Regions from separate parts of the Mus musculus genome. Here all the other regions are linked to region 4. A link is a contact called in public HiChIP or PLAC-seq data. All regions are on one chromosome and are shown on one strand. The core of a region is the stretch at or near the end of the contact, and the rest is flanking DNA. Distances in the headings are between cores, read along the strand shown.

Region 1 (5,152 bases), core at 424-2,923, 280 kb after region 4:
GAAGTCAAGTGTGAGGCCTGCTTGATGGCAACCATCTTTACTGGTTAAGGCATTTTGTGTCCCATCCTCCGAGCCCCCAACCTCCACCGCACATTTTCAGACAGAGTGTTATGTAGTCCAGGCTGGTCTGGAACTTACTCTGTAGCTGAGACTGGCCTTGATCCTCCTGCCCCCATCTCCCAAGTGTTGGAATTATTTAAAGGAATCTGCTGCTGTATTTAACCCCTAAATTGTTTTTAATTTAAAGTAGAAAAGTGCTTTAGAAATACTGAGAGTCAGCCAATATGCCATTTTCCTGGTCTGAGAAGGACACGAAAGGAGAAAAAAAGAAAAGACAAAGGAGCCAAAGGACAAGTGGCATTCCACGAGCGCTCCTCTTGTATGTCTGTGTGCATGTCCATGCCTGGTGCCCATGCAGGCCAGAAGGCTTTGGCTTCCCTGAAACTGCAACTCAGATGGCAGTGACCTACTATGTGAGTGCTGGGAACTAAACCCAGGTCCTTTGCAAGAGCATCAAGTACTTTCAGCTTCAAGTCTGTGAGCCATCTCTCCAGCCCTTAACCGTGTGTTGTCTGTGTCTTCTTCCCCATTACTTCAAGCAGGACAGGGTGTCTGCTGCTTCTTGCAGATGAGGGCGTGGGCAGAAGGTAGATGCCTGATGTTCTCACGCATAGCAACCCTTCTGCCCATTTTCTTAAGCAGAAATGGCCGAGGGTAGGCTTGTTCTATTAAAATTAAAGTTGCTTTTCCTGCCCATAGTAGCAAGGTTCTCTGGTTAGTGCTGTAGAACAAGAGCCAGTCCACTGCTGTAAACACCTCCGACCGACGCAGGAGGGGGCAGGGGATGGATACAGTGACTCACTGGTGGCCAGTGGATCCTTCCACAGAGAGAAGGAACACAGAGAAGAGAGTGCCAGACCAAGGCGTAGTAGACTCACCCCCAGACCTAAGCAGGAGTTAGATGACTTTTTGTGTTTCTAGGTGTGTCCCCCATGGGATGGGTGTGGATGTAGACGTTAAGGACTAAGCTTCAGCTTCCTGTGGTTTCCCTCCCTCTCACTGACTGTGACTTAGCTTTCCTAGGCTCCTTCTTGCCTCTACCCGTATTATCCAAAGCCACGCCGTGACTCACTGCTCCCTTCCTGAGCTAGCCCTGCACAGCGTTACTCTCCAGGCTTTCCATGCTGTGTGTAGGACAGGGGTTAGGAGCTGCAGCTGAAGGCTCCTCGTGAGCCCTGCCCTGCGAAGTCCTGTTGGTGTGGAGGAGCTGTTGGGCACGCAAGGTGGTGGGAACCCAGAGATACGTGTTAAGCCCTAAGTAATGTCAACAGTATCTGATGTTCTTGATACTTCCTAATTCACACTCCCCCTCTCCCCTGTGAGTAGCCTCGGTGTGCAGTGATGGGCCCAGCAGTTTATCCTGGGTGACAGAAGGTCTGTGAGAGCAGACCTCAGCACCTTCAAAGAGAAGCTGGGCCCAGGGAGGCAGACATGGGGTGTGCTGTAAATCCTGTGAGGTTGAGGCCAGGCTGTGATGCTACAGTGCAGACCCAAGGAGACACACACACACACACACACACACACACACACACACACTTGCTCACCCTCTACAGTGAGTAAAACTTTGTTAGGTTCCTGGGAAGAAGAGTGACTGCCATACTGGTCCTGTTTTGGTCCCTTGCCAGGTGCCAGGTCAGGCAGCAGGCTGTTTGTTATGTGTGTGACTCGTGCTTTCAGAGGTGTCTGTGAGTATTTTCATGTGAGCATGATAATGTTTTTAGGCTTTCTGTAAAAGAGGGTGGATTTCTGCGTGGTAAATGCCAATTTAAAGTGTTAGACTCCTTACATTAAACACCCCCAAGGTTGCTCTCTAACTCCAGCCAGCGGCGGCTGCTAAGAGCTGTTTTTGAAGCAGTTAAAGCTCCTTTTTTTTTTTTTTTTTTTGTCCCAGAAGAGCATCCCTCTGGTGGAAATGGAATAGGGCCTGTGCTAAGGGCTGAAGAATGGACAAAGAGATGGAGTCTTTATGGCAAGGAGCCCGGGGCTGCTGGCAGTTACAGATAGCTGGGCAGCACGTGGTGCTCCCGGTGCTCTTGGAGAGAGGCTGCTCTGCCTCTGCCCACTGAGCTCAGTGTGATGGAGGGAGGGAGCCTGGGCAGGCCACTGCTCAAGGATGGAAAGCGTTCCTTCTGTGCAGTTGGTTCTGACAGGGCACTGAGTTACCATTCTGCACTAAGGCTGAGACACTGCAGAGGTCATTTGGACGGCCGGGCAGGTGGCTTTGTATTAAGTACCTCTGCAGACAGCTTCAGCCAGGGGGTTTTATATTTTAGGACTACTAAACATGGTATTTTCAGGTACTTCTGAGACTTTTTCCATTTCTTGTTTGTCAACTGTCTTTCTTTGAGCTTGATGGAAAGGAAGCCCCGGTAATACTCCTACTTCCTCTATTCCAGACACTTGAGCTTTTCAGATAGTTCAAAGGCTAAAGAGCTTGTTGATGTTTTGCACTCCTCACTTCCTGCCTTTCTGCTGTGCGCTCTTGGCAGCTCCTGGCTCTCATTCTTCCCCCTCAGGAGCCTCAGTTGTGGTACCCTGGGTCTTCCCAGGGCTTCCCTGACTTCCACCTCCAGGGAAGAGGGTTGGTGTTGGGAGATTGTAAGGAACTGGGTTTTAGGAACTATGTTTTTCTGAAAAATTTCTACCTTTTTTTTTTTTTTTTTTTTTTTTTTTGCCTACTGTACATGTGCATGAGGTGTCAGATCCTCTGGAAAGAGAGTTACAGGTAGAGAGTTGTAGGTGCTGGGAATTGAACCTTGGGTGCTCTGGAGGAGCAGCCAATGTTGGTAACTGCTGAGCCATCTCTCCAGCCCTTCTCTCTTGCTTTTACCTCTTCATCTTGACTAGATTTAACAAGGCATTTAGGTAGCATTCTTGAGAGCGTTTTGGTAGAAATACTGAAAATAATTAGGTGCTGTATTTTAAGTGACTTTTAAAACAACAAACTACTGTGAAGACCTGTGGTGTTTATGCTTAAAGCCGAGCCTGTAGCTAGCAGTCACGCTGAGAAGAGGCACTGCTTTAAATCAATACGTAAAAGCACCCTCTTGGCACTGAAGAATAGAAATATGTTGCTTATTTGTCTGAAGACTGAGGTTTCTTAAGTTGTTGTCATGGCCCCTAGAGATGCAGAGTCTCGATCTTTTTACCTCTCTAGGGCAGCTGTGACCTTTGAAGAACTCTTGTCCCTTCTACATCCCAGGTTCCTAGATAAGGTCTCCAGGGTCAGAGACAGGAGCTGTGCATGGAGAAAGTGGCCGGTTCTGTTGCCCTTTTGACATATGCTTACGAAGACTAACTGGGGGTTTCATTTCTGCTATTTCTACGTTTGTGCATACATTTGGTTTCGAGCTTTCTTTTGATTATTTTAAAAATTGACCAAGTAGACGTTAAGCTTGCTTACATTTATCTTTAACACATGGCTGATACAATTACCAGAAGAGTTGAAGTATGACAACACTTCACAGGGTTTTGCACAATAGGTTAAGAAGTCTTTCAGTTTTTTCTGCCTGCCTTTTGGGAATCAAGTGCCTGTCTGTCTGTCTAAGGCCAGGGTGGCATTGCTTCTGAGACAAGTGCCTGTCTGTCTGTCTGTCTGTCTGTCTGTCTGTCTGTCTGACTATCTAAGGCCGAGGTGGTGTTGCTTCTGAGACAAGTCCCTGTCAGTCTGTCTAAGGCCAGGGTGGAGTAGTTTGCACACATAGGAGTTGAAGCTGCCTCTGCCTCATATACCTGTGAGTTGAGTATAGTCTGCTTGTCTTTCTTCCTAAGATTTTAATATGTTTTTTTTTTGTTTATGTGTCTGCATGTCTGCCTGTGTGAATTGGTGTTCACTTTGTGTGTGCTGTGTCTGTGGAGGCCAGACAAAGGTGTTGGAGCCATTGGAGCTGGAGTGACAGGTGGTTTTGGCTAGCATCATGTGGGTGCTGGGAATTCAACCCTGGTCCTGTGCAAGAACAGCCAGGGCTCTTAGCCACGGAGCCATCTCTCCAGCTCAGTGCTGCTTGCTTCAGTTAGTAGAAGTATGTTAGTGAGGATAGACCTTTGAAAAAGTAACCATTTAATTGCCTCCTAACATTCTGAATGTAACTATTTTGACATATTTAAACTATCTTTTCTAATTGTTGTCTTAACTGAGAAAATGAATATGATTTGAGGCAAGATAAAAGTTATTAATAGTTCGGGTGCATTTTATCTCCTTTGTTTTCTCTGTGGTAGTCCCTAAGTGATTTAAAATAATTTGTCTTTTTGTTTTTGATGCTCTAATACTTTTTATTAAGCTTAGATTTTTGTGCCCTCAGTTTGAAACTGACAAGTTTCAATTGAATGCTTCATTTTATACCACTGACTTTAAAGAAAGAGAGGTAGGTAGGTGTGTGTGTGTGCACACATGTGTGCATTCATGTTTGTGTACATGTGTGCTTGGGCTGGGTGTTGCATTTACCTGGGAGACCAGAGTCTGACTGGCTACCCCCTTTTACCACTTACCACCTTAGTTTTGAGACAGAGCTCTCTCATTGAATACTGGCTGGTCAAGAGTCCCCAGGATCTGCTTGTCCCTGCCATTCCCTAGCACTGAGAACCAGGTCTACACTGGCACATGGAAGTTTACATGGGTTGGGATCCAGACTCAGGTCTTCATGCTTGTGCAGCAAGCATTACATCCACTGGGTCATTTCCCAGGCCCCATTATTGATTTTGAGAGCATCAATACATTATGAATTGAGAGAGTAGGATTTTGCATAGGGTACTGGTAGGACATGACTTTGTTGCATGTAACAAGGTGTGGTTTTTCAGGGTGGCAGCAACAGAGACATTCCAGAGGGGGACAGTCCTATACATTTTTGATGACAAGGTCAGTTTGTCTGTTATCAAATGCTCAAAACAGTTCGATATCTTCTAATTTATGCTGTAATTAGAACAAAGGGACTTAAAACCTTCTGGAATGCAAAAAAGAAGTCAATTTAGCAAAAATGATCAGATTGTCTGACAAGTTGCCTGGATTGTTTCCTAAAGAGATAGAGCTGGGCTTACTGACCCCAGCCTGTGCTCAGTTATGAAGCGTGGCCTTTAGAGCTAGTGTGGGGAAGCA
Region 2 (4,905 bases), core at 2,048-4,547, 350 kb after region 4:
TCCTGTTCACATTCTTATGTTCAGCCTCACCTCAGAGGAGCTGTGTATGAATCTCCACCCCAAGCCCAGCACAACTTTATCCAATGCAGTTCTTTGAGATGAAGTTTGCTGGTGGCTGTGACCCCGAGTCACCACTGCTTTTATTCTGGGTACTGTGGATTTCAAGGTAGACACTCAGTGACAGCTTTTACCAAGTGAAAAAATGTGTGCATATTAATTCAGCTATGATGTGGACCTGGGCTTAACAAAAGAAGAAGGAGCTGGCAATGGTAGTGCATGCTTTTAGTCCCAGCATTTGGGAATCAGAGGCAGAGGCAGGCAGATTTCTATAAGTTCAAGGCCAGCCTGGTCTACAGACCACATTCCAGGCTTGCCAGGGCTACACAGAGAAACCCTGTTTCGAAAAACCAAATAAAAGAAGGAAAGAGGAGTTAAGGGAGGTATTGTGGAGCTTTCAGTCATGTCCTGGCCCGGGCACAGATGGACCTGGCAGCTCCCACCACTCACGCTGACCTTGCCAGGAGACATTCCCTCTGTGCCTCAGCTGTGGGTCTTGACACTCGTCTCCACTCACACTGGTGCTGGTGACTGCTATTGTGAGGCTAGCAGCTCTTGGCTCTTACTGGACTGCGTTCTGTGCAGCAGTCTCTGCTCAGGATGGATGGAGTCTGGCAAGGGAAGAACCTGACGACGGTTTACAGCTTCAGCTCCTGTGACCTTTGCCATAGGTGGCTGCTCCAGACTTTGCACTCAGAGTTTAATGTAGTCAGCGTCTCTGTCCCTTAGAAGTGTGAAGTCAGGTTGAGTTACTTTGGAAATGATTTTCTATACTGTGAACAAGGGAGACCACCGTTCACTTTCCAAATAAATCCAGTGGTATTTGATGTAACCCTGTTCCAAATTGAGTCTGCACAGAGCGAGTTATGCTGTGAGGAGAGGCTGTTGCCTGACATTTACTAACTTGTTTAATCTGTAACAAAATGGGGGAAGGCCTTGAATTGTTTCCATAGGCTTTGATGGAGTGGGAACAGCAGAGACAAAACAGGACAGATCTGCCTGAATATTGAGATAAGAATCGCTGTCTAGTTCTCACAGGCCCTTGTACAAAAGAATTCCACACCGCATTTGGACAACTTTCCTTCAAACCGTGGGTTGTTTCATTGACTGACATTGAGAGACCGTTGTGCTCCATCTCATTCAGAAAGTCCATTTTCTTTTACATTCGTATTATTTAAGATCAAGGGTACTTGTTGGTGCTCTGCGGCCTCACCCACATTGTACAGGTGACGGCTGTGGTGGAGTCGTCACCTGCCTGCACATGAATGAACTTGGTTAGTTGTCTGCACTGTTGCTGTTCTCTGTGATGGGTTCACTTATGACTAACCTGTCCTCAAGAGAATGCCTGGGACGTGACAGCAGAGCACACAGCCCAAACGCCATGGAGACAGAAGCGAGTGCAGCACACACTCCTTACTGGGAAGAGTGCTGTCCAGCCTTCATTTTCCTGGATGGTGGTTTTGTGCCCTCAGAAAGAAAGCATCAAGGCAGATGATGAACTCTGCCAAAGTTTTGTTATTGGCGTTCTTGCTAAAGAATTGATCACTTATCACAAGAAAACTCCAAGCCCAGCATGCAGGAAGAAGAGTCCTTAAGTTTCCTGCATTCTGACCTTGATGATAGAGGAACGCCTGTAATACAGACCCGTGACTTAATTCCCAGAGTTTGGGAAACTCTCCCAACTGTTTCTCTTCCTTGCTTACCCCCCACACCCCGGGGGCATTGGGAATCCATGCCCAGAGTTCTGAGTTGTCTCAGTATAAGGAAGCACTCTAACAGTGGATCTGGCACTGCCTGTGTGTCCTCCGGTGCTTCTCATCTGGGTTGTTGACAGAGTGCTAAGCTAACTGTTACCGCGTCTGTGAAGGTAACTCCTGATGTGCTTATTGTAGGTGCCTAATGGATAAGAACTTCGTGCGGATCGGGAAGTGGTTTGTGCGGCCCTATGACAAGGATGAAAAGCCAGTCAACAAAAGGTCAGTCTTCAGGGTGCCTGGTGCCTCCCTCCTCAGCCGTGGCCGCAGCTGCCTCTGCACTTGGGTGGCAGGGCTGGCGTATCTGTTATCTGTGGCTGTTGGTCTCGGGCCACGGTGCCATCGCGTACTGCATGCTTGTGCTTGGGTAATGTGATGAGAGAGCCCTGCGCTCAGCAGTGAGGCTGTGTCTGAAGTCCTCTTCACTACATGGTTTGGAGTTGAGACACTAGTGTGGCCTTTCTGTTATTCTCCCTCACTTTTCTTCCTTACACTGTTATTCGGCATAACTTAAAATTATTAAATTAAATTAAATGGTGAAAATGTGTATAGCGCCACCAGGTGCTCCTTTCCATAGATGAGTGCATATAGCTTGGTGACTGTCAAAAGCAGACCGTGAACTGTGTGACCATGGACGGTTGCTATGGTCCACATTTGCAGTGGATATGAACTTTGCTGCTAAATAGGCATGGACTTCTAGATCAATGAAACCAAAACAAAATGACTCAATTTAACATTTCTTACTGCTGACCATAGTCTAGTTATAATAGATTGATAAAGAGTGTTTAATTTTCACAAAACAACATGCACTTCACCTCTACCCCCCCTCCAAATTATTCTTTTTCTTTTTTTGTACACTAGGTATGAAGCATAGAACTTATTGCCCATTCCCACTGAGCTCCATATGGGGGACACAGCACCTCGGTCCTGTTTAATTGTCTAGGTGCCCTAGGGCAGGGATTTAGCTGCTGGCTATAGGCGGGAGTCTTAGGGTGACGCTACTGTCAAGGCTGGCAAGGCTTCAGTCATGGTGTTAAAGAGTCCGTCAGTAGCTTCCCCTAGTGTATCTCAATTTAGTAAAGTGGTTGTTGGAAGGTCCCAGACTGGGGGTCAGAAGAACACTGGTGGATTGCTGGGGTGTAGCCTTCACTCAAGGGTTCTTAAGGGCCTGGCAGGACTCTGAGGAGACATCAGGTCCCAGCACCAGACAGACAGCATGGTAGGGTCTCTCATCCACCACCCTGGGGTTTGATGTCACTTCTCAAGGCCGTATCTGGAGAGAGGCCAGGGGTGACATCAGCAGTGGTACCTACTGTCAGATGATGAAGAAGAAACTTTAGGGACAGAGTGGGCAGTATGGGAGCTGTAGCCACAACACAGGTGACACCCCCATGCTTGGCTAGCTTTCACAACAGTGAGTCCAGCCCCTTGGGGGAAATGTCGGCTGGAAGGTGGAGGCACAGCTGAAGCATGCTTCCTGAGGGCTGGTGACCGCTCAGCGTGCAGCTTAGTCACATCTGGATGCTCACATGCTGCTCTCTGTTTAGATCTCCTTAGTACAGTCGTTTGTGCTGAGGTATGTGAGCATTTGAAACATCAAAAGTAGGGCTAGAGAGACAGCTCTGCGGGTAAGAGCACTGACTGCTCTTCCAGAGGTCCTGAGTTCAGTTCCCAGCAACCACATGGTAGCTCACAACCATCTGTCATGGGATCCAGGGCCCTCTTCTGGTGTGTCTGAAGTCAGCTACAGTGCACTCATATACAAAATAAATAAATAAATTTTAAAATAAAAATTTTAAGGCTGTTTCTACTCCTCACTTCTCAGAGCCTCAGTACACAGGGGCTTCCTACAGGTCAGACCCGGTGTGCCTAAGGAATTGATGGCTTGTGTTTTAAATACTGTTCTTTCACTTACACGTGTATTTAATGGGTGCTTTTTATAAAACAACTCCCCAGAGTCTCTGTCAAAAGAGAAGGAACATTGCTTTCATTTTAAATAGAAAATTAGGTAAGTTTAAATTAATTTTCTAGCATAGCTAAAAAAAGTGAGAGTAAAGGTTATTATTTATATTTATAATTTTTAGTTATAGGCAACCATGTGCCTCTATAACCTAGATTATGAATTGTAAATGGAATAATTTTATTATGACACATTCAAAGTAAATCAGTTTCTAGTAATCAGTTATCTAACACTCTTGCTTAGAAAAAAATTAAGCTTATATTTGGTTTTTTATTTGTACAATTATAGTAAAAGTTTAATTAAAACCTGTCTTAGTCAGGGTTTCTATTCCTGCACAAACATCATGACCAAGAAGCAGTTGGGGAGGAAAGGGTTTATTCAGCTTACACTTCCACATTGCTGTTCATCACCAAGGAAGTCAGGACTGGAACTCAAACAGGTCAGAAAGCAGGAGCTAATGCAGAAGCCATGGAGGGATGTTCCTTACTGGCTTGCTTCCCCTGGCTTGCTCAGCCTGCTCTCTTATAGAACCAAGACTGCCAACCCAGAGATGGTCCCACCCACAAGGGGCCTTTCCCCCTTGATCACTAATTGAGAAAATGCCTTACAGTTGGATCTCATGGAGGCATTTCCTCAACTGAAGCTCCTTTCTCGGTGATAACTCCAGCTGTGTCAAGTAGACACAAAACTAGCCAGTACAATTGACCCCTTGTCAACTTGACACACAAACACATCACTGGTAAGCCTCAACCCTTAGTTTCTTATTCATTCCCAAGATCTAAATAACTTTAAAAGTCCCACAGTCTTTACAAATTCTTAAAATTTCAGTCTCTCTTAAAATCCAAAGTCTTTACAATTAAAAGTCTCTTAACTGTGGGGTCCACTAAAATATTTTCTTCCTTCAAGAGGGAAAAATATCAGGGTACAGTCACAATCAAAAGCAAAAATTAAACTCCCACTGTCCAGTATCTGGGATCCACTCACAATCTTCTGAGCTCCTCTAAGGGCTTGGGTCACTTCTCCAACTCTGACCTTTGTAGCACACACGTTGTCTTCTATGCTCCAGCTGCCTGTAGTCCATTGCTGCTGCTCTTGGTGGTCATCTCATGGTACTGGCATCTCCAAAACACTGCA
Region 3 (4,842 bases), core at 122-2,621, 260 kb after region 4:
GAGGTGAGCAAAGACCGTTGCTCCACACTCATAGGAGATAGCAGCTGTGCTGGGACAGGGTGCTGGGTCTTCAGCTTTGCCCTTACTAGACACTGAGCCAAGATTGAAACCCCCACCTCACTTCCCCCACCCCCCCCATGTTGGCTTTATCATAGTCATCTGTTAGGTGTCAAGGCTTACCGAGGTAGACTTTTATAATACTTAATTTTAGCTTTAAAGTAAGGGAACCGAATGTTTTGAAATAATTGGAAGTTTCCCAGTTCCTTTGGTTGACTAGTTAGCCTGTGGCAGGCAGTGCTGTGTGGAGTTTACAGCACACTGTTGCATGGACAGCTTTGTGAAGAGCACAGCAGGTGACAGTGGCTTCCCTCTGCCACTGAGAGCAGGCACAGGAAGTTAGCGCAGAAGCTGGGGCTAGAGAGCAGTTTGGAGTCATCCAGATATTTTCCTGCCCAGCTGCGAGGGTGGGCACTACAGGTGAACGTGCTCCAGTGAGTCTCCGTGTGTCTCCGTGCATTGCTTTCCTGGGGACAGACTCAGCCAGGGTGCAGGTCTCTACTGTGCCCTTGTTTTCTACACTTACAGCATGGTCCCTGTCATAGTGATTTGTCCTGTGTCTTTGGCGCCCGTGCTCCCCTCCCCTCCCCCGCCCAGGGTTCTTGGGCGTAGGACAGTGTTCTTGCTTAAGTGATGAGTGTTCTCTGTATCTTCTCCAAATCGAACTACTCTGTTTTTACTTTATCTCCTTTGACACTTAGAAAATAATGCTAGGCTTTCTGATTAAAGCACAGAGATATTACTTTTATTAGAAGAAACATGGGGGCTTGAACAGAAAACTAGACAAGAGTGTAGGCATGGCAGTGAGAAGAGGGGAGCGCCAAGGAATCACTTCCTCAGCCAGGGAGAGCTCAGAGAGCTGGCCAGCTGTCCTCCTGTCAGGATTGTTTGCCTTGCCTCGCCTCAGATCCCCAGGCAGCATAGAAACGCAGGATTTGCATGCACCTAGGATGGTCTTTAAGATTACATTTGCCTGATGCAATGTAGATGCTATGTAAATACTGGGGATACCTTGTTGCTTAAGGAAAATATGCCAGGCATGGTATCCTGCACCTTTAGTCCCAGTACTTAGGAGGCAAGTGCAGCTTGCTTAATTGGAGCCCAGCTTGGCTTACACAGTAAGTTCAAGGCCAGCTAGGGCTACATAGTGAGACTCTGTCTTAAATACACGCACATACGTATGCTGTGTGTCAGCTGTTTAAGCACTTGGAGTTAGTCCCGGTTGGGTTGCAGATGGTTACTTTTCTGCCCTGTGGTGCTTCTGTTTTAAAGAATTTGTCCATAAGAATGACTGGCTTTGTGGGAGAGGAAATGAAGGGATGGGGGCACGTGGGCTGTTCGATACAGGACTGTGGTGAGTCAGCTTTGCTCTGGTCCAGTACATGGTCCCAGTTTGTAGCTACTAAGTAAGGAGCCCCGCTCTCTTTGTGATGTTCTGTCCAGTTCATCCAACCTAAGCTTCAGGAAATTCGAAAGTAGAAGTGTGTGAACTGCGCACAGAACACACGGCCTCTGCTTGCTTGTTTAAAGTTCCGTGCTAAGGAGGCAGGGCTCTGTGTAATGTGCCTTGGCTGCTGCCGGCTGCTGTGTTAGCAGCTACTTCCTGAGGAGCCTTTTAGCATGCTGTGCTGCCCTGGTGAAAACTCCCACCTCCTGAACTGGCTGCTGAGGTTGGGGCACAGGGTGAGGGAGTGGGAATTCCTCAGAATGTCTTCTACAAGGGGTCCAGATGTTTCAGATGGTGGATTTTCAGATTCAGGGCTGTTGACATATGTTTCTCTGGCTTGCTATCCCTAATGTGAAGTGAGCTCAAGTGCTTCCAAGTGTGGATTTAGAAGCAGTGTGAATTTCACGTTTTTGTGTTAGGAACAATCAACTTGGACTTTTGTTGTTGAGATGGTCCCTCTACATAGCCCTAGATGTCCTGAAACTTGGTTTATAGACTAGGCTGGCCTCAAACCCACAGAAGATCCACTGTTCCTGCCTCCTGAGTGCTGGGGTTTAAGGTGTGGGCCACTGTGCCTCAACAGTTATTTTAAAATCTTACTTGTTTTATTTATTTATAAAAGTATTTAAAAGTTTTTTTAGTATGTACAAGAGTTTTACTTGCATGTATGTGTGTTAACCAGGTCTGTCCTGTGCCCATAGACATGAAGAAGAAGGCACTGGCTTCTGGGGTCAGAGTTAAGAGGGGTTGTGAGCCACTGTGTGATGCTGGGAATCCAACTGTGGTCCCCTCCAAGAGCGCTGGTGCTCTTAGCTGCTGACTGATCAATCTCTTTGCCCTTATTTGGTTTTAAAATAAGTGTAATTTGTGAACTGAACAGCAAGTAATAATTGAAGATAATATTTAAAAATATGGGTACCTAATAAATGGTCAGGAGAATAAAAGTTTTTCAGCAGCACATAATGATTGCGAGCTTGTTTCATTTTGGTATTTAATATGATGTTTGTCCCGACAGCCTTCTGATGTGTGCTCTTCCTTTGAAGAGACCTTGTGGTGTGAAGTTTAATACAAATGCCTATTTTATCAGCTTTCCCTTCCTATAGGAATTTGCTTTTAGTGGTCTGTAAGTAAAAGGAAAAATCAAAACTATTGCAAATTTTTTGTCGTTTTCCAGGCTGAACTCACAGGAATCAAATGGCGTAGGTACAATTTTGGAGGGCACGGGGACTGTGGACCCATAATTTCAGCCCCAGCCCAAGATGATCCAATCCTGTTAAGTTTCATCCGCTGTCTGCAAGCCAACCTGCTGTGTGTATGGCGTCGTGATGTCAAGCCAGATTGCAAAGAGCTCTGGATATTCTGGTGGGGAGATGAACCCAACCTAGTGGGAGTAATACATCATGAACTGCAGGGTAAGGATTTTGTTTTTCTTTAAAAAATATTTGCATATGTTTTTTGAACAATTGTAAATTTTGGAATTTATATTTAGGAGTTGCTTAAAACAGATCCCAAGCAGGCAGTGGACAGTGTGTTTGTCAGAAGAATAGCCTCACTCCCCCACCTCCGCCCCCCACATTTCTCTTTCCTTAAACTCTCTTGTTCTTCCTTAGTCATGCTGAAAATTAGAACCTTGTAAGATCACCTTAAGTCCATTCTTTTATCATTTACAGACAGAGTCAACATATAGCCTTAAACTTGAAGCACTCCTTCTGGCTCAGCCTCTTGCCAACTGGGGTACAGGGGTTCACCACCCTGTCCTTCTGGCCTCTGAAATCATTACTGTTAGAGTACTGTGTACCCAGTGGGCAGTGTCTGGGAGGAGACAAGGCTCTGACCCTGCTTTTTTGTTTTGTTTTTGTTTTTGTTTTGTGTTTTGGCTTTTTCGAGACAGGGTTTCTCTATATATCCCTGGCTGTCCTGTAACTCACTTTGTAGACCAGGCTGGCCTTGAACTCAGAAATCCGCCTGTCTCTGCCTCCCGAGTGCTGGGATTAAAGGTGTACGCCACCACCGCCTGGCACCCCTGTTTTTAAATTAATAGTGAGTTGTGAGTAACTAGTAAGACAGCTATGTGAACAGCTCAACTCTTTGTTGGCAAATTGAAAATGCAGAAATCTAATGCATCTTTTACTGGACAAATCTTAAATTAACCTTGGATACTGTTTTCGGGAAAGATAAGTTTCTTTAAAGTATCTCAGTTTATTTCTCTTACTGATTCCAGAAATACTAACTTTTAATTAACTAAATTTTGACTTCAGTTTGCATCTGACACCTGGAAACTTTGAATTAATGCAAAAATATTTGTTAGTCTAAACTATTTTTTATGTTTACCATACATTTACAGTAGCAGAAAATATTATTAGTAGTTTCCATTCCTCTCGCCAAGTTTCTCATTCATGTCCTACAGAATTCTCTAAGTCAGGAGCTGTTCCAGGCTGTTCTGTGGTTTGGAGGCAGGCCTTCCCACGCTGCTGTGCTGCCCGAGGACTCCCTGAGTCTGAGCTGTGTGGAGCTGTGTGACAGGCTGTGCGCCTTGCTTGGCTAGCCCATGTCTCCGTGGGGAGTGCTGGCCCTTCTCTGGGGAGTGCTGGCCCTTCTCGCCTGGCTTTAGAACTTAATCCGCTCTAGTTAGTTTGTGGTTGAAATGTTGCAGGCATTGCTGAGATGTGTCGTTAGTTTATGTTCTTATTATTTATTACGGGAAGACATAAAGCAAACTCCGGTGTATTCTTGTGGGTCTGCTTTAAAGGTTCTAAATTTGCCTAAAGGATTTCCTGCCAAATTCTTGAAACTTGTTGGCAGCCCTGTTTGTTTGGTTTTGTTTTGTTTTTTTTCTCCTGTTGGTGGTGTATCTTGCCACAGCAGCTAGGGGGCAGTATAGCACAGTGGACTAATTGAGCTACCTCTGGGCTGCAAACCTCTTCCCTGATGCTCTAGTGTATGTTCACTCTATCTAGGGGAGGTTGCTTTCTAGTGCGCTCATCCGCAGACTCAGAATTTATGTCCATGTCCAAACCTCGTGTAATTAGTAGGTGATGTAGATGCAGCTAGAGCTTCACACCACCTACGGTTTGGGTTTTCAGAGTCTCTAAGAGAGCTTCTAGCTGGTAGGTTATATTTGTGTTTGTTTGAATGTAAAACTGTTGCATTCTTTTAGTTTTTTCATGTGTGGATTTTTAAACATTTTTCTCCTTTAGTTTCTCATCTTAAAAAAATATTTTAAACTATCACTGATTGATGGGAGGTCATGTGCACCATGGCATACCTGTGGAGACATCCTAAGGCTTAGGCCCACGAAACTCAGTAACAAGCACCTTTACCTGCTGAGCCATTAGGCC
Region 4 (4,638 bases), core at 1,071-3,570:
AAGAGCAGATAAAGGGGGAGGGGGAGATAGAAGAGAGGACACTAGCCAGAATACCTGTGTGGCATAATTCTAAAAGGGTGACATTCTCAACGGTTATCCTACTCCAGGACCTTGGGAGTTGAAACCTGAAGATCCCATGATCCAAGAAAGCATGTGATCTAGGACCAACAGATGTACTGGGTCACCCTAAATTGCCCTGTGGCCCTCGTTAAGCTCTACCCCTCGAGCTGCTGTCTGGATTCTTTTTCTGGGTAGGCTCCTCCTTTGATTACCAGTCCTCTGTGGCTCCCCAGGACTCCCAGGACCAAGACAAACTCCTCCCCACAGTTTCTGAGTTGGGCCTAGAGCAGTGTCCTGATACCATTTGGCCCTCTTCTCTCCTGTAATGACCCCTTCCTCAATAACTTGACCTCCTCTTTGCACTCTCTTATGTCCCCCGCATTAGCTCGGGGACCTATGTCATGGATGCGCTCGGAACTTTCACTGGGAGCAAAGAGTTTAACTGCTTCAGCCTTTGCGTTGTCAGATGTCCCTGGTACTGATGCTGGTGTGGGCTATGATTCCTAGTTTGTGTCAAGAGGAATCCAGCTTGTCTCAGGTAGTCCTCAGTTCCTCTGGAGCATGACAGCAAAGCAATCAGGAACATGGAGATACCCTAAATGAAGAAAAATATTTCCTCCCTTCCTCTCTCCTGCCCTTCCATCTTCCTTTCTTTTATTCTTTAAAAAAAAAAATCCCTAAACAGTTTCATATAAATCACTGGATAGATTCCTGTTACGTTTCTAAGAAGCAGGTCGAATGGACAGACGCTGTGCCCATCGGACAGATAGATAAACCGAGGTGCCAGTCAGAGCTCCTCCACAAGGAGTAAAACAAAGTATCTGGGTGAGGCAGAGAAGGCCCAGTTGGTGACTGAATTCTCACTAACCCACTCCTGGATGTGAACTTGCTCCTTCACTGGCCCCTCCTCAAACCATTTGCTAATTGCTCTTTCCCCTTCAGGAAGAATGACAAGCACAGATTGTCTCTAAGCCCCGCGGTTCAACCTCTTGAGATCTAGTGACTATTACTGCCTCTTTACACACCGTGGGAAACTGAGGCTTGGGGGGGGGGGAAGACAATTTGCCCGAGGTTTGGGGAGCGGGAGGGGCGGGGGGGGGGGGGAGCTGATGTCAGGCTGCAGGCCCAGAACTCTTGTGGCTTCTATTCTTTGTATCTTCCTTCTTTGAGACCAGACTGACATCAAGCTATGTAAAGTTGAACTTCTGATCCTCCTGCCTCTACCTCCCAGTGCTAGGAAGATAGGTATGTTTCCGCTATGCCCTGTTTATATGACATTCGGGAATCGAACCCAGGACTTCATGCATGTTGGGTAAGTGCTCTATCAGCTGACGTACATCTCCAGACACTTGGGGCTCCTGTTCATTCTGTGGCGATAAATATATCACTTCCACGAGGTCTAGACTGGGCAAGTGGACATGCAGAAAGAGCGTGTACTGCCCGCCAGGCCCACGCGCGACCTTCCATCCCACCTGCCTTAGGGGCTACTGTGGAATCCGAAAGAAATGGAGGCCGCGGAGTCACGTGGTTAGCTGATGCTGGTGTGGCTGCCTGCGGGGAAACCAAGCCCGGGCTTTGCCTGGTGATACCATCTGGTTTGTCTTTTCTGCACGTGGGAGCCCTGCTGTCCCTGAGGATGAATAATGGGGACAGGGAGTCTCAGGTCACCTAGCCACAGAGCACTTCTCCAGCGACTTGGCTCATGATCTTAACCACAAATCCGGGGGCCAGGATGAGGGGGACTATCGTCCCATCCATCTGAGAGGTGGGGAGAGGGACCCAGGGCCCCGGAATCCCACTGGAGACGCTACTGTCATCACAGGATGGGCAGCAGGTGGCGCCACGGCCCTGGTTTAACAAGGACAGTGGGCTGGAGGAAAAGGGGAGGGGGGGGGAATCCAGTATGAGAAGCTAGTGGAAAACAAGGACTTAAATGAACAATTTGTTCCAAAACATTTGCCTTGTAACGGGGTCATCTATAAACTCTGGGGTTTCCTGTTTGCAGTGGAGCAGGCTGGCCGGCGGGTGGTCTCCGTATTCCCTGCAGCCAGGGAGACTCTTTTGAAGGCTGGCTCAAGAGCTCAGGTCCTCTTCTCCACCCTCTGGGCCAGACTGGCTCTGAAATTTCCCAGCTTTTGTGCCCTTAAGTGAGATCCGGTGGCGGAAGCCGCCGGCGGCAGCAGCAGCAGCAGCGGCGGCGGTGGCGGCAGCGATCCGTCCTGCGATCCACTTTCCAGAACGTTAGGTTCCAAACACTGGGAGGAGGGCGGGCTGAACTCCGAAGTCATTTCCAGAGGAGAGGCGGACTCTGATCTCTGCCTACCCTCTGCCGTCGGCCTTGTGCCAAGGCAATAAAACGAGGGAAAACAATAAAATAAAAGAGGTGAAGGTGGCCGTCTGAGGGAGCTGCTGCGGTCACTGTGGCTGCGGAGGGAGATGCTTGGTCTCAAGCCCAGGCCTGGTTATTTGGGGCACAGAGGTGACATGACTTTCCGCTATTGGAATCACTTCATCATAGGCTCCGGGGCAGCCAGACAGGGTGGGGGCTAGGGGTGGGGGCTGTAAATCAAGTTGTCGTTGAGCCATGTGACCTGCGATGGGCATTTAATGTCTGTGAATGTCAGTTTCCTGTGTAGATAACTGGTGAACGGTAAACCCTGCCACGCCAGGAGTGATGCTCACAGATTACTTATAGCAGGGTCTTGGGTACCTCCGGAGGAGGTAAGCAAGTCTATCTTCTGTTGTTGAGAGCCAACAGGTTGTCCACATAGGCCACCACAGGGCTGGAAGCATTGAAGGGAAGGTAACTTACACAAAAACACCTTTGCTCATCTAATACAGGCATATATGACAGTGTCCTGCAAGATGACAGAGTAGAAAGTCCCTGTTACCTAGAGACAGTGGCTTAGTGTCTGTTGTACACACTGGTGAAGAAGCCCAGAGCTTCTGCTAGACAGCGAAGTGCTTAGTGCCCATTTGACCTTGACAAAGTGCCAATTTATGCATTCATGCATTTAAATTATTATTTTGAAGGGTTTTGTTGTTTTTCGTTTTTGTTTTTTGTTTCCTTTTGAGAAAACTATGTAGCCCTGTCTGGTCTGGCACTCAGAGATCCTCCTGCCTCCGCCTCTAAACTGCAGTGCTGAGATTAAAGGTGTGCGACACCACGGTTAGTTTTTGTTTGTCTGTTTGCTTGCCTGCTTGGTTCCTCTTTGGGAACAGATGTATACCACCCATCCCGGTGCCAACAACAAATCCCGGGCTCCTTCCATGCTAGGCACCTGAGCTGCAGTGCTCTGCCTCTATAAGCAAACATGGACTGTAGGGTTACCATGCCTTATGCCAGCAGTGGCTGGATATACATGCAGGGTAGCTTGGCTGGGCCTAGTGGCAGACACTTGTAATCCTAGCACATGGGAAGCTGAGGAAGAGGATGGTGAGTTCAAGGCCAGCTTGGTCTACATAATAAGATACTAGCTTAAAAAAAAGTCATGGCAGTGTGTGTGTGTGTGTGTGTGTGTGTGTGTGTGTGTGTGTGATATCTCAGAGATTAAGAGCACTCTCTAGTCTTCCAGAGGACCCGAATTCAGATCCCACACCCACATGACACCTTACAACAATATACGGCTTCAATTTTAGGGAACTGTCACCCTCTTCTGCCCTCTGTGGGCACTGCACACATGTGCACACACCATACATGCAGGCAAACACGAAAATAAGTCTAAAGTAAAGGCCAGCTTGGTGACTCAGAGCACCAAGATTTGTGGAAACACACCTTTACCTCATGTGGATATGTGTCTGTTGCCCACCAGCCTTACAAATATAGAGAATCATGTTTTCTCACCAGGAGAGCCAAGCCAGAAGTTTAGTTGGCACCACATAAAGAAGGAAGCAGCTATAAATTGGGCTCCTAGCTGGGATAGAGGTTGTAGGGACTGTAGGGGCCACAACTCAGCTGCATGACCTCAGTTTCCAGGCCTCAGTTTCCTCATTTGCCCAAGAGCAGTATGTGGTGGACACAAGGAACTACTGATTCAAAGGTCTGTGTCTTAGGGAGTGTTTTACTGTTGTGAACAGACACCATGACCAAGGCAAGTCTTATAAGGACAACATTTAATTGGGGCTGGCTTACAGGTTCAGAGGTTCAGTCCATTATCATCAAGGCAGGGGCATGGTAGCATCCACGCAGGCATGGTGCAGGAGGAGCTAAGAGTTCTACATCTTTGTCTGAAGGTTGCTAGGAGAAGACTGGCTTCTAGGCAGGAAGGATGAGGATCTTAAAGCCCATGCCCTCTATGACACACCTACTCCAACAAGGCCAAACCCACTCCAACAAGGCCACGCCTCCTCCAACAGGGCACACCCACTTCACAAGGCCACACCCATTCTAACAGGGTCATACCTTCTAATAGTGCTGCTTCCTGGCCCAAGCATATTCAAACCATGAGAGTCTGGAAGGTCAGACACATGAAAAGGGAGGTGTCTGGGAGTGACAGAGGCTCTGGCTCAGCTCCAGCTTCTTGGAAGATGTTGATAGATTTGTGGAAAGCCAGGATCTGCGGAGATGGCTCAGTCAGT

Evidence for each region. HiChIP or PLAC-seq counts read pairs in DNA pulled down with a chosen protein or histone mark.
Region 1: a contact with region 4 is called in an H3K4me3 HiChIP or PLAC-seq map of bone marrow-derived macrophages, with 5 times the contacts expected there. The contact joins two enhancer-like sites. A contact is called at or near these places in 1 of 15 datasets of contacts at CTCF or cohesin (large pre-B cells), 3 of 484 Hi-C or Micro-C datasets (bone marrow-derived macrophages, embryonic fibroblasts and forebrain) and 20 of 115 datasets of contacts at active chromatin or transcription factors (T-cell acute lymphoblastic leukemia, VIP interneurons, acute myeloid leukemia and 14 more).
Region 2: a contact with region 4 is called in a RAD21 HiChIP or PLAC-seq map of pro-B cells, with 7 times the contacts expected there. The contact joins two enhancer-like sites. A contact is called at or near these places in 2 of 15 datasets of contacts at CTCF or cohesin (large pre-B cells and pro-B cells), 2 of 484 Hi-C or Micro-C datasets (bone marrow-derived macrophages and granulosa cells), 21 of 115 datasets of contacts at active chromatin or transcription factors (the 230-238 cell line, bone marrow-derived macrophages, craniofacial prominence and 15 more) and 1 of 9 other capture datasets (embryonic stem cells).
Region 3: an H3K4me3 HiChIP or PLAC-seq map of bone marrow-derived macrophages shows a contact between it and region 4, with 7 times the contacts expected there. The contact joins two enhancer-like sites. A contact is called at or near these places in 2 of 15 datasets of contacts at CTCF or cohesin (the NIH/3T3 cell line and large pre-B cells), 31 of 484 Hi-C or Micro-C datasets (B cells, the G1E-ER4 cell line, the HL-1 cell line and 20 more), 23 of 115 datasets of contacts at active chromatin or transcription factors (the NIH/3T3 cell line, T-cell acute lymphoblastic leukemia, VIP interneurons and 17 more) and 1 of 9 other capture datasets (embryonic stem cells).

What each region holds. Positions count from the first base shown.
Region 1 is chr5:118,612,243-118,617,394 of GRCm38.p6, forward strand. The region is part of intron 2 of Med13l (mediator complex subunit 13-like); the gene reads left to right. Among named protein-coding and RNA genes, the nearest start is that of Med13l, 54 kb to the left of the region's middle. Within about 2 kb of position 1,674, at least 135 of the 459 cell types and tissues checked have an H3K27ac peak or open chromatin away from gene starts, as enhancers often do. A contact at or near this core is called in bone marrow-derived macrophages, embryonic fibroblasts and stem cell-derived neural progenitor cells, where this site is marked.
Region 2 is chr5:118,678,939-118,683,843 of GRCm38.p6, forward strand. Med13l (mediator complex subunit 13-like) reads left to right here. Exons shown (of 31, transcript NM_172424.4): 4 at 1,950-2,033. Among named protein-coding and RNA genes, the nearest start is that of Med13l, 120 kb to the left of the region's middle. Within about 2 kb of position 3,298, at least 5 of the 459 cell types and tissues checked have an H3K27ac peak or open chromatin away from gene starts, as enhancers often do. A contact at or near this core is called in pro-B cells, where this site is marked.
Region 3 is chr5:118,590,655-118,595,496 of GRCm38.p6, forward strand. Med13l (mediator complex subunit 13-like) reads left to right here. Exons shown (of 31, transcript NM_172424.4): 2 at 2,679-2,916. Among named protein-coding and RNA genes, the nearest start is that of Med13l, 32 kb to the left of the region's middle. Within about 2 kb of position 1,372, at least 80 of the 459 cell types and tissues checked have an H3K27ac peak or open chromatin away from gene starts, as enhancers often do. A contact at or near this core is called in the HPC-7 cell line, Th2 cells, bone marrow-derived macrophages and 6 more, where this site is marked.
Region 4 is chr5:118,329,846-118,334,483 of GRCm38.p6, forward strand. No RefSeq gene overlaps it. Among named protein-coding and RNA genes, the nearest start is that of Gm46942, 28 kb to the right of the region's middle. Within about 2 kb of position 2,321, at least 134 of the 459 cell types and tissues checked have an H3K27ac peak or open chromatin away from gene starts, as enhancers often do. A contact at or near this core is called in the HPC-7 cell line, Th2 cells, bone marrow-derived macrophages and 7 more, where this site is marked.